Linked DNA regions of Macaca mulatta: region 1 is linked to region 2. A link is a contact called in public Hi-C data. All regions are on one chromosome and are shown on one strand. Each heading gives the region's core, a stretch centred on a gene start, on an enhancer-like site or on the middle of the called end of the contact. The rest is flanking DNA. Distances are from core to core; before and after follow the strand shown. Region 1 has its middle 60 kb from the start of CREB1. Region 2 has its middle 54 kb from the start of CPO.

Region 1 (6,931 bases), core at 3,394-5,893, 480 kb after region 2:
TCTTCCCCCAGGGTATAGGGTGAGACCCTCTCATGGGAGGGTCTTAAGACCCACAGTCAGGAAGGCAGAAGAAGGGTAGAGTCCTGCCTTGGGGCAGGTGAAAGGAGGGCAGGAGAAAGTCAGAGGCCTGCCCCTGAGGCCTAACACACCCAGCATTCTAACAAAAGACTGGAACAAGGGCTATGAGAGCTATGAGCCCGGAACTGAATAGATACCACACCACCACAAGGACAAACAGCAGTTTTCCCACAGAGTAATCCCAGTCTCCAAAAGAGGTCCACTGCTTATTTACAAGAGCAGGAAAATCTCCAAAAATAGGGCCATGGGTAGATATGCGTGTTTGTGAACAAACTACCTCCACCCTGCTCTCCCCTCATCAGATAGAAACCAACAGAGGGGCAGGATAGGGCTGCCCCTTCCACCTGTTCTAGCCAGTTCTGTGCATGCACCATGCCAGCACACAGCAGATCCTCCAAAGATGTCCATTGAATGAATGATGGCTGGAACGAATGAATAGATGGAATTCTTCCTACCTAGAGTATCATCTTTGGCTAAATATCACATACCCTGTGACATCATTTTGCATGAACGGTCAACAATGAACACAAAATGTTTTGCCCCTTCACTTATGAGGCCCACAAGTCATCTCCAGAATTATCTATGGGAAAGTAAGAAATAAATAACCCGCTACTCCTCTCATCCTCCACACCACACCAGCTTCCCTCTCCCTCACATGCTCAAATGTCAAACAATTGCCCGGGTCTGTTTGGCAGACATCAAGCATTCTTTTCTTGCAAGGCTATCCAAAAAATAATGAGTATTATTATATCTCCTCCACGGCCATGTAATTGGCTAATACTAAAAGTGCTAAGAGAGATGGCGTTTTGCTGGTTCACATCTAAAATTTAGACAATCAACCATGAATGCCTCAGGCTGATCACATGCTGGGAGAAGCAATAATAATATGTCTGGCCAGATTTCCCTGCCAACTGGAAGGCCCAGGTTTGGGGAGCAGATGTGCTGTGGAGGTGATACATTTGGTGTTCAGTGGGGAGGGTCTGCAGGTCTCATCTGTCTTCCGCACCCCTACTGGTCAGCTCAAAGCTCAGCACTAATGCCAGCTGCTTAAGGACCTGATCTTGTGTGTATCTACCAGTCATGGGGGAAAGAAATGTACCCTCAGGAGGAGACAGCCCCAAAGCATTCTGTGTCCTAGTGATACTGCCTGGTTTTGCTCACGGGTGCCTCTTTTTGATGTGGACTCAACCCTTCCTTTCCCCATGGCCAGAGCTGGGTGACATTCTCTTAGGTAATTGCAGCGTTCTGCTGTGAGTGCAGCTCCTGCATATACAATCAGCCTGCAGATCCCATGTCAGCTGGAAGCCACAGATGACCAACTGCAAAATCAATAGGCCCCTGTCGCTGCCACAGGAGGGAAATCCAGAGCTTATCAGCAGCATCATGATAAGTACCTATTTGCCTGACATCTCCTCAATCAATAACTTTGTTATTGTTTGCATTATCTGACTATAAGTTTGGTCAATATACCCAGCTAATGGGTAACATGAGCCAGGATTGCATGTCAATTTTTTTTTTAAGTTTAACTGTCTCTGTGCCACAAGGAGTCATTAAGTGAACCTCACCAGCCCTGCTTCTGTCCTTCCTGAGTTTTATCAAATCTTTCTCCAATATAGGCTGTCTTGAGACAAGGAAATTAATGTTGCCCAGGTCTAAACAAAATTGAATAAACCCTGCCTCTCTTTGCTGTTACTTTTATTAGGTTTTCACAAGGATGAGCAGATGGTTTGAGGGTGTGTGTATGTGTGTGTGTGTCTGTGTGTGTGTGTGTTTCCTTTACTTGATGCACTGGAGAGAAGATAATAAACTTGCTAGTGGGTAGATCAAGATGCACAACGTAAATGGTGCAAATGTGTATTGGTCTAAAGAGGTTTTGAACCCCTCTACATGATTAGCCTAAGATATACATGGTAAGACCATAATAAAAATAAGTATCTTTGAATTGTGTAACAAAACAGTTCCATGCACTGTATCAGGAGGGCCCTGGCCATTGTCTCATGAATTACTTAGCAGATAGCCTAGCACACAGAGATGACTCCACCTGGCCTCTCACCTTTTTTGGGATTGCACAGGGCTCTTGTATCAGACCAGGCTCAAAAGGTTATGGCCAATAATAAAAGACAAAATAAAACTTGTAGTAACAACAGTATGCAAGGCACTGAATGCTTTGATTTTCTTGTCACATTAAAAATATTTACTGGTTTCTCCAGCCCAGATTTAGTGGCAACCCCAAGTACAGAGGAAATAAACAAATCACTCACTTACCAGAATGAGCCTGGTGGCATCATCGCCAACTTCATCATTCTGCCCTTTGGTGCTTTTTCTTTTCTTTTTTTGATTGGTTCTAATAAGTTATTCATACATAATGGCATCGGTGATGGAGTATAAATACATAGATCACAGGAAGGGTTTTGTTGTTGTTGCTATTGTTTTTCTTTTCTTTTCTTTTGTAAATTAACTTTATAAGCATCCTGCAGCATTTTCATATTGTAAACTGCTGTTTCCTAGTTCATAGACCCATAGAACCCCAGAGCCAGGCTTAGAGCATGTCCAGTCTGTTTCTCTGATTCTACAGCTGTGATAACTGAGGCCCAGAAAGGTGAATGACTGCCCAAGCCAAACATCTCATCCATCTCGGTATTGGATCTCAAGTTTCTGCCTCCAGACCGCCTGTCCTGCAGGACCTTTTGGCTTTGCTGTCCTTATTTCTCTTCTTCTGATCCCTCATCTGCTCATTCCTTTGCTGATCATTAGAATGGGAAGAGGGATAAGGGGCAGCTAGCTGCCTAAGGTGAGGCAGACGCTTGACCTCTATCACAAACCCTGATCTCATCCTTCAGGTCTTCTTTGCAGTTTGTAAGGGAGAGGAAAACGAGGAGAGAGTGGAAACGAAGAAAGTATCCAAGAGGAAGAGATAAGGAAAAAAGGGCGTGGGGAGAGGTTTTTGTGTCTACCTGCTCAAAGACCAGGAGAAGTGAATAAACGCCTCCCCCACAGCTCTCCTGCCCTCCTCCCACAACTATGAAACTAAAGTCTTAACGAGAATTGATCCAGCAAACAAATAGATCTAAAGGGGTAATAGGACTGATATGGATGCATCATGGGAAATAAGGAGTCATAGAAAATTATGAATGAAAAATAAGCATAATCAATATATGATTAGAGATGCAAGAGGAGTGGGTAATGATTCCAAGGCACTGAGTCCTTTGTTTCACATCATGATGCTCATAACAGGAACCTATATGCTCTAGATTGGGCCATGCAATTATGACCAACATGCTAGCTCCCTATGCTGACTGGCTGGACTGAATTAATTACTATTATTATTATTATTATTATATCTTAAGGAGACAAAGTCTGGCTCTATTGCCCAGGCTGGAGTGCAGATCTGGTGTGATCTCAGCTCACTGCAACCTCCACCTGCCAGGTTCAAGCCAACCTCCCACCTCAGCCTCCCGAGTAGTTGGGAATACAGGCGTGCACCACCGTGCCCAGCTAATTTTTGTATTTTTTGTAGAGACAGGGTTTCGCCATGTTGCCCAGGCTGGTCTCGAACTCGTGGGCTCAAGAGATCTGCTCACTTCAGCCTCCCAAAGTGCTGAGATTACAGGCGTGAGCCACCATGCCCGGCCTGAATTAGTTACTTCTTCAGCTTCCTCGTCTTCTAGCTAAAAACCAAGATCACACCTTCAAATGCTATGATTTCACATTTACATTCTGCTCTTTTTCTTTCTGTCACGTGATCCTATCTTTAAATTTGGGAAGGATGGGGAGAGAAGGCTGTTGAAAGATGTTGCATGAACATTCATCATATAAGCCCATGAACCTGAGAGAGAATTCAGCAAGAAAAGTGAGACCAACAGGTTTGTGTGGAGCCTTCCCGTGTGGGCCATGCTGGGTTGGCCCAAGCCATACAAATGGCCTACCCGTTTTCCCTTCTTCTGTGTGGCCACGCTTTCCTTTGGTGCAGACGACACCTGGCTAGTGTCCAGTCTAGGATCCCAAATGCTAACTAGGTTTCCTCCTTCATGAACTGGTAGGTTTTAGTTAATGATTCACCCCTTCACACACTCAGTTCTGGCCCAGGACTGACTCAAGGCTTCCCAAGTCCCTGCTAGCAAATAATAGAATTCTTTGGAAATAAGTTCTTTTAAGAAAGTCTATCCTTTGCACTGCAATCTGAAACGTAGCAATTCAGCCTCTCCAGCCATCTTCATCTGTGTGTTTCTTGCATGCAGAATTAAACTGGAAGGTCAGAGCCATTGTCTGCCTCTAGATCCGATTTCTTGCTTCGTAGTCTGGCGGAGAAGTGCTTTATTCTGGTATATTTACATTAGTCCTACTAACACATTTCCAAGTTCTCTAGCTGCCATGTTACGTGAACCAGGTCAAGTCTGGGAGGGAGAGGTTTGCTTTTCCTTCCTGTGACCTCAGGACTGATTTAATTAAACATATCCTCCAGCCCCGATTTATAGTCTGAAAAGTGTTCTCGCAGAGGCCCTTCGATGTGCTCTGCTTTTCAATTAGCTGAAATGCAATAAGTTAAATCGAAACACCATTCTGAGTGTCTGCTGCCACCCTGAGAGCAGTTGCAACAAGCGCATTCGTCTCTGAGCATTTAACTGCAAAGGGTTTAGATAAATGAGTGGTGGTTTCCTTTGGTAACTTAGCACGGTTCTGTAAGACAGAGGAGAGGATCGCTGAGCTCCTCCCTGAGCTCCTGGGGGCTGCCAAGCCATCTCCCTGGATGCCCACTGTGAGGAGGAAATAACCTTTTAAATCTTATTTTATAAACACAAATTCTTTTTCTTTAAGATTAAAAATAAGAAAATCCATTTAACACATGGGGTAGGGGGGCTGACAAAGTGAAAGGGAAAAAGGAAAAAGGATGTCACAGTGGAACTATCCTAAGCCTGTCCCTGGTGGCTTTTTGTTCTACCATCAGGCGTCAGATGTCCTCCCCAGTTTGACAATCCTGACCCCCCAAACTGCCACCTAGAAATGAATGAAACCAAATTTCCCATAGGAAATGCTCTCTGCTAGTCTCTCAAAGGCTGCAGCCTCAAAATGAAATCTGACAAAAGAAACAAATTAGATTAAACTGCAGCGCTAAGGGCTTTGGATTGCTCGATAAAAGAATCTACAGAGAGTTTAGGACTGAGCACGATCATCTTCTGCAACTTGGAGAAAAAATCTGAAGTCTTCCTTCCTACAGCTGTTCTTGCTGGCCATGGTGCAGTTTTTTATCATCATCTGAAGGCAATAAACAGATGGTGGGAGATGGAAGGGTTCACGAGGGACCACAACCCGCGTGCCCACAGAAGCCAGGCAAGTAACATATGTGGACAAAACTGATCAGTGAGGATTTTTATGTGAGCTCTCCAGATTTTTAAATGTTGACAACTCATTCAATTAAAAAAAAAAAAAAAAAGAGTCCACCACTGTTACCGCAATGTTTACTGAGCACTTTCTACGTGCCAGGCACCTTATGAAATCCATTATAAAGCGCTTCCTCACAACAGCACATTGAGAGGCAGATGCTCTTATTACCTTCAGTTCATCGATGGGGAAAAGCAAATCTCGAAGTGGCAGAAGCAGTCCCTGCCCACAGCTGGGGCCCCGTTTCTATTCACTACCCTAGACTGCTTAACAGTTCTGTAGATGGCCGGGCGTGGTGGCTCACGCCTGTAATCCCAGCACTTCCGGAGGCCGAGGCGGGCAGATCACGAGGTCAAGAGATGGAGACCATCCTGGCCAACATGGTGAAACTTCGTCTCTACTAAAAATACAAAAATTAACTGGGCGTGGTGGCGCGCGCCTGTATTCCCAGCTACTCGGGAGGCTGAGGCAGGAGAATCGCTGGAACCCGGGAGGCGGAGGTTGCAGTGAGCCGAGATCGTGACACTGCACTCCAGCCTGGGGACAGAGCAAGACTCGGGGAAAAATAAATAAATAAATAAATAAATAAATTCCGTAAAGAAATTGGAGCTCACTGGGATTCAGACTAATAATAGTCGGGTGATTTTTTTTTTTTTTTTCCCCAAAATAAATGAACTACAGAAACGGAGTGTAGAACGTGAAGGAGACATGCTGGAAAAGACAGAGAAATACAAGAAAGAAATATGTGCCATTGTTCCACGATAATTAGCCTTTCTAATGGCTGCGTAGACCAAGAGATTGGAGCTTTCATTTTTAAAACTGTGAATCTAAGCATCAATGATGCTGTTTCTATAATCATTCCTTGTGTTTGAAACCAAATGGTGAAAGAACCTCAAGAAAATGTCTGAGGTTCAAATGCAGTGGCCATTCTGTGTTTGTGTAGACAATGCTGCCCTCTCGTGGTCAATTTTTGAATGGAATTATTTTGTGTTTAAAATCAGAACATTTTTATGTTCTCTATTTTCCCGAAGTAGTCTGTAGAATGTCACATCCATTTGCATTGCATATGTGATAATAAGTACATTACTTACATAGCACAACACCTTTGCATATTTTATATCTAATTTGGGATCGAGTTTGTATTATTTTTACGACTGATTTATAGGGCATTGGAAGAAATGAACGGAAAAAAAATTATGATGCTACTGGGCTCCTGAACTTTCAGAATTCAATTCCTCAAGGAAGAAATGTTTTTCTCATGACAGTAAACTTCGAAGAACTCTAGGACAAAAAAATGTTTGCATCTCTCATCTCAATATGATCTTACAGAAATGACTGTCCTCTTCCATTCTAAGGAAAAGGGTTTGTTAATATTTGGAGGAAAAAGAGATCAGTTCATAAATATATTTTTAGGTAAAAATATGGTTCATGGTTGTGCATAGAAAATCACTTCCTGGTTTCCTGCAGGGCAGGA
Region 2 (6,607 bases), core at 205-2,704:
GGGCCCTGCAGCCTCATGAAAGGGATGAGGGTGGGGTGCCCGTCAAGCCTACCACAGCTTTCTTCATTCTAACTATTCCATCATCTTCCTTCTTCCAGCATGCCACTTCAGGGACAGGTCCTCTCAGACTGCTCAGGACAAAAAGCACCTGATGAATCCCAGTGGACCTTTTTTACCTTTTGTTGTTTTATATATATATATATATATATTTATTTATTTTATTCTGTAAAATATGTTGTAATTAGTATCAAGAGTAGAAGCCGTTATACGAAGCCCATTAGGGCAGGGGTGGGTGGTGCTGCCCATCATGGTTCTGCATATTGTAGAGGATACCTGGGATTTTATTGCCTATGTCCATTTCCCCCCCTTTCATGATGACAGCACCCCGGATTTCCTTCGGGAAAAAGCCCCGCTCCCAATAGAAGTGATCTGACTTTGTTCCAGGGGTGAGTTCCGATTGACGCAAGCTGATCTGCAAACTCCATCTACCCCTTCCCAGGCCTCGCAATTACCTTTGAGATGAGAACATAATCTAATTTGAACCAACAAAATGCAAGGAGACTTTGAAGTTCCAGAGGGAAAATGCTTCCTAGCTCTTGGTGAGGACTAAGGAAAGATGCTTTCTCATCTTCTGATCAGCATGGGGAAAGGATGTGATGTTTGGAGACATACAGCCATTTCTGGAACCTCAGCCTGGGACCAACCTGAAGAAAAGATCTGACACCCAAAGTGGATGAAAGTCTCTCAAATCCATGGTGCCCCTGAGAATATGGTGAGTCTCTGCCTCAAACCATACCTGAAGCCAAATACCTTGAAGCCATCAGTATGTGAACCAACAAATTCCATTATTTGCTCAAGCTAGTTTCAAATGGGTTTTTGTTTTTTGAAACATAAACTATCCTAAGTGATAGACTGCAGCGAGTGGGAGGAGGAATAGATTACAGTCGGGGAATGTCACCACCCACTTGTTTTTGGCAAACTTTCATGTGTAAACTCTCCTCTTAAGTCTCATAATTTGTTCAGATTTAAAAGCCGGAACAGACGATTCAGCATCCCCGATAACCCTTCATAAAGCATCCTGGCCTGAATGCTGAGTGCCTAGCCTTCCACTGCAGGCATCTGATTTTAGGATCTGGTTTCTGGTATACAAAGCCATTGAAATAACATCAGCTTCATTTGGAAGACCTCCAATTGTTAGCAGAGCTGTACAGAAACATCTCCTGAAATGAGAAGAAAATGACCTCTCCCGTGGGGGTCTCTTTGAAAGTTTATTAATAAAACATTTGATTGAAACTGTGCATTAATGTCCTTCTGCAACTACTTTGGAAATTATAAAAGTGCTCCAGATAGCTTAGGAGTTACATGTATCATTTCATACTGTGCCCTGTGCTGTCCTAAAACTGATTCCAGGCCTGGGCTGGGTATAAGAGTCCACGGAGGGCTGCCCAGGGGGGACACAGCAAGTCATGATCTGGTCCATTTCTCTTCATCTTTCTTCCTCTCCGCAGCCCTTCTGGAGCTCTCTCCTATGAGGGCTGCGGAATTTGCCTCATGCCTGGAGGTTGTAGTGCCCCTAGATGATTTTTAAAAATAATAATCCCAGTTATTATCATAGTTAGATATCTCTTTGTTTCTTTTCTCCATTTACGGTGCCTAATGCCATCTTTGACCAGATGGAGAATGCAATTAAAATAAATATAATGTAATATAAAAATAAAACAGAACATATTGCTTTTGCAGGGCAATCTGGGCCCAAGATTTTCTGCAGTGGAAATTACTGGCTAAATAAACCTATCTTCTCATTGACACAAAGCTGCGAAGAGAGATTGGTTACAACAACAAGAGAAAGAAATGTGATTATTTTCCAAATTGAAGCAAAAGAAGTTTTGTCCAAATGGAAAATTATTGAAGCAGAAAGTTGGAGTTTTTTAAAAATTTCATTTTACATGAACACCATCAGCAAATTCAATAACATCACAGTGCAGGTGTTACAGGGGATGACAACATGAGTAGGAGAGTCATCTTCCAGAAGAAGATTCTAGCTTAATTGGGGAGAATACATGTACATGGAGGGAAAAACAGAAATACACCATGGGTGAACTTAAATAAAGAGATTGTTGTAGCTTTGTTCTGGCCGAGGCCCTGCTTCCTTGTATGGCTGCATAAGAAACTCATCCTTCCCAACAAGACATTTCTAATACAGATTGGCTGAATAATAACCTTGACCACTAAATCATCATAGACCCTATCTCATTAAAGAGATCTCTGATACAAGTAACAGACTCCAATGCATGAAAGTGAGAATTTGTTGGAAGGACCCATGTGTATCACACAGAACTCAATAACCCTTCATCTCTAGGAAAGAAGAAATCAGAGCCTGGAGAATCAGTAGGGACCAAGGGAGCTATTGCAAATCTTTCTGTGGCACTAGTGCTCCTTGCCTCTACTTCCCTCCATGTGCCTCCTTTATTTTTCTCTCTTTTCATACATTTTGCACATGGAGAGACATCTCTATCACAGCCCTAGCATCACACTGCTTCCTGGCATCAAGACCCCCAAGTAACTGATGACCATACTAGATCCAAACTTCTGACAGAGAATCTAATTGGCCCAGATTGGGGCAGGTGTCCATCTCTGCTCCAATCAGCTATGACCAGTAAAGTAACTGTTGGTCAGTACAGAAATAGCTACAAGAGTCCACCCATTTGGGTGAACAGTTCCCAGAAAAGGGGCTGGGAACACATACCAAAAGGTCTTCTACTACAAATTTGGTTCCAATTCATTATATTCATTCTTGGCAATGTATTAAATTCTTTCACTTATGATCATTTCTGTGGTTGCAAGCCATAAGAGATATCCTTATTCTTAGGTAGAATTTATGTTTGATCTCTATGTCCCATATCTAAAACTTAAGAGCATGGCTGATATAAGTGTTTCCCAAAGTCTATACCCTTAGAATAAAGGCCTATCTATAATCTTCATTCTTTTCAACTGTTCTCTTTAGAACCATACACATACTAACTTAGCGTATCAAAATTAGTATAGGCAAAATTTTACCCAAAGGATTTCTAATTCTAGATAAACAGAGAGGTTGGGAAAGATTAAAGAGCTATATTCTGTCTATTGTATGCCAATAGGAATATCTGAAAAATCAAAAAAAGAGGCAAACAAATAATTATTCCAGAGAGAAGTCTGATCAGAAGGCATACTACAGTCATGGTTAGGTATTTCTGTTGATATCTTGATTATGCTTAACCAATTACAGATCTTTTATTTCTGTTACTCTTCCATATTTTGATTATCAATGCAGAGAAAAAATCGTAACATTTCTTGAACATTTGCTACATGCAAATCATTTTATTTAGTGTAAGGATAACACTTAATTCTTATATTAGTCCCATGAGGCAGATATTTGTGTTATTATTTTGCAGATGAGAAAATGAAAGCCCATTGAAGTTGAGTGGCTGGTCATAGTCACACAGCTAGTGAGCCTGTAATTGTCCATGGGTACAATAACCCAGGTCTATCCACCACTCAAAATTTGCCTCCCCACACTGATGTCTCCCTTAAATGTGTGTATATATATAATATATATGATGTATGATTGCATATCCGCAGAAAGAATAAGAAAATGCACAGAAGTTCTAGGTCTTACCTCTGAAATCAGTAACTCTACAACCTTAGGAAAATCAGTTCACCTTTGCAAACCCATTTTCTTCACTTCACTACACATAAAAGAGTTTCCAGTGGCAGGTGCCATGTCAAAGTACTGAAACGAAATGTTATACAGACCAGACAGTGGGTCCTCCTCAGGATCCCCACAATGTTAATTCCTCTGCTTCCTATCACTAATCATCGGATTAGTACGAGAGGTAACCAATAAAATAAAATAGCATCCTCTGTTTCCCTTGACTTCCAGTTCCTAAAGACAGCTTGGAGATGTCTATGAAAGTTTGGGTGGTAATAGAAGGGAAAAAGTTAGCTCTATTTTTAATAACTTGGTATTTTGGCTCGTGATTGAATCATCACTGTTCTCCCACTGCCGGTTCCTCCTTTCTGTATGCATTGCTCTTCCCTTCTTCTGCAGCCAGAAGGTGGAGTGGGGTCATATTCTGAGCAGACCTTAAGTTCTTCCCAGCCAAATCACCCTAGTGCTATGCACAGAGCACTATATTGGAGAGTTGCAAGACCTGGGCTGGACTGGAAGTCTCGACTCTGCCATCACCAACTTAGTAGCTGGGGAATCAGATCCTATCTTTGGCCTTCAGTCTCCCTATCTGTAAAATGAGAGAGCTAGAGAAAAACATCTTCCTAGGCCCCTTCCAGCTTTAATGTTTTATCACCTTGCGTGAGAAGAGACAACATTCATCAAAGTTTACCTGGTCTCTGCAGCCAGTCCTTTCCAGGGCTTTTTGGCCCTGAGAACACTTGCAGGGTTTTCTTTCAAGCCCTAGTTCTTCCTGCTTTCTGAGCCTAACAGATGTGAGGTCAATACACAGAGAAGAGCACAGCGGATGATATTCACTTCCCATGTCATTTGCACATTTCATTGTGACATTTTGTGGTTCATTCTGCATGTTTTGCTGATATCTACTGTAAAAAGGCATGTACTTTAAGTGGTTCCTTTTCATAGAGAATACTTGAGTGAGCAGGGCCTCCAGGCTGCACAGCTCCAGGTATAAAAGACACCTGTGGACTGTGTAACCTGAGGACCTACTACAGTGGTGGGGGACTGGGGAGGAAGAAGTGGTGCAGTCTGTAGCAGACTTTGGCACTGCTGCTCAGGACTGTTATACTCAGAGTGTCAGAGGGGATAACCTGGTTAGCACTTGGTTCAGGTATTTTTAATTCAGATATTTGAAATTCCAGCTTCACTACTTATTTGCCATTTGATCTCAGGCAAGATATTTAACTCTCTGCACTTTCCTTTCTGATCTGTAAAAAGAGAATAACATTCATTCCTACTTCACAGGATTGTTGTTGAAGATAGAAAAAATCTTTCATATAAAACGCTTAGCAGAGTGCCTAGTAATAAAACATGTTAATTAATACCATTACCCCTTCAAACACACATGCACACGTACAGAATACATTTTTTAAAAGCAAAGTTTTGATTATAAGGCACCAAGACCAATTTCCCTATTGCAAAAGCAATAAGAAAAAACACATTTTAAGGCCGGGCGCGGTGGCTCAAGCCCCAGCATTTTGGGAGGCCGAGGCGGGCGGATCACAAGGTCAGGAGATCGAGACCACAGTGAAACCCCGTCTCTACTAAAAATACAAAAAATTAGCCGGGCGCGGTGGCAGGCGCCTGTAGTCCTAGCTACTCAGGAGGCTGAGGCAGGAGAATGGCGTGAACCCAGGAGGCGGAGCTTGCAGTGAGCCGAGATCGCGCCACTGCACTCCAGCCTGGGCAACAGCATGAGACTCCGTCTCAAAAAAAAAAAAAAAAAAAAGAAAAAACACATTTTTCATTTCTTTGAGTTTTCAAGTAAAACCATGGGTATACAATTCAGAGCTGGGCCAAACTGAATTTCCAGGAAAGCAATACCTGAGAAAGTTTTAAAGAAGAGCAAGATTTGTTGGCTGAAAGGCATAAACACATCTCAACCTCAGAACCAGAATGGGAGCAGACAGCATGGCTGGCCTCTGACCACTTACTAATGAACTGCCACCTGCATGAAGACCAGGGTACACTGGTCAAATTTAACTCCATTCCATATCTCTACTCCATGTTCCTTTGTTTCATTTCCTTACTGAGATATTACATCTCCAGAAGGAGCTTAGGAAAACTGAGTGCTTTCATGCAATAAACTTATCATGGGGAATGTGGCAGTGATGGAATATATCATTTTGGACATTCTGAGCATTCTTCCAGCTATGGTTTGAATGTTTGTCTCCTCTAAGACTCATGTTGAAATCTGATCCCCAGTGTTGGAGGTGGGGTCTAATGGGAGGTGTCTGAATCATGGGGGTGAATTCCTCATGCATATTTTTCCTTTGAGAGCTGGCTGTTAAAAAAAGAACCGGACACCTCTCTGTCTCTCTCTGTCTCTCTCTTGCTTCCTCTCCCACGATGTGATTTCTGCACACATAGCCTCCCCTCACCTTCTGCCATGAGTGGAAGTAGCCTGAAGTCCTCACCAGATACAGATGCCAGTACTATGCTTCTTCTACAGTCTGCAGAACTGTGAGCCAAATAAACCTCTTTATAAATTACCCAGCCTCAAGTTTTCCTTTATGGCAACACAAAATGGACTAAGACACCATCTATATGTAAAATTTTCTGCCCACATGCTGAGGTCACACATACAAATAGCTACAGGGATCAGACAGGCAACATAACTGACTAAAATGAACTGGCATGGGACTGTGGGCAGACCAGAAAATACACACCCTGTCTAAAGAAGGGAACTGCTATACTGCTTCAGACTACTATTTCCATGCTCATTGAGTGTCACCTTATCTTTCCATCTTACAAAAAAAGTAAAAACTCCGAATTTTTATGTGAAATTTCTCAAACTTTTAATTAATGGCAACTTGTGCAAAAAATTTAAAATACTGTTGGGGTCTGTCTTGTCCACACAGTCTTAGTGACATTGGAACA

The links. Hi-C and Micro-C count contacts between places; a contact is called where the count stands out from the background.
Region 1: a contact with region 2 is called in a Hi-C map of fetal cortical plate, with 3 times the contacts expected there. The contact joins two enhancer-like sites. A contact is called at or near these places in 8 of 14 Hi-C or Micro-C datasets (CD4 T cells, blood, cortical neurons and 5 more).

The regions. Positions count from the first base shown.
Region 1 is chr12:112,730,793-112,737,723 of T2T-MMU8v2.0, forward strand. No RefSeq gene overlaps it. Among named protein-coding and RNA genes, the nearest start is that of CREB1, 60 kb to the right of the region's middle. Within about 2 kb of position 4,644, at least 10 of the 40 cell types and tissues checked have an H3K27ac peak or open chromatin away from gene starts, as enhancers often do. A contact at or near this core is called in fetal cortical plate, where this site is marked.
Region 2 is chr12:112,254,862-112,261,468 of T2T-MMU8v2.0, forward strand. No RefSeq gene overlaps it. Among named protein-coding and RNA genes, the nearest start is that of CPO, 54 kb to the left of the region's middle. Within about 2 kb of position 1,455, at least 4 of the 40 cell types and tissues checked have an H3K27ac peak or open chromatin away from gene starts, as enhancers often do. A contact at or near this core is called in fetal cortical plate, where this site is marked.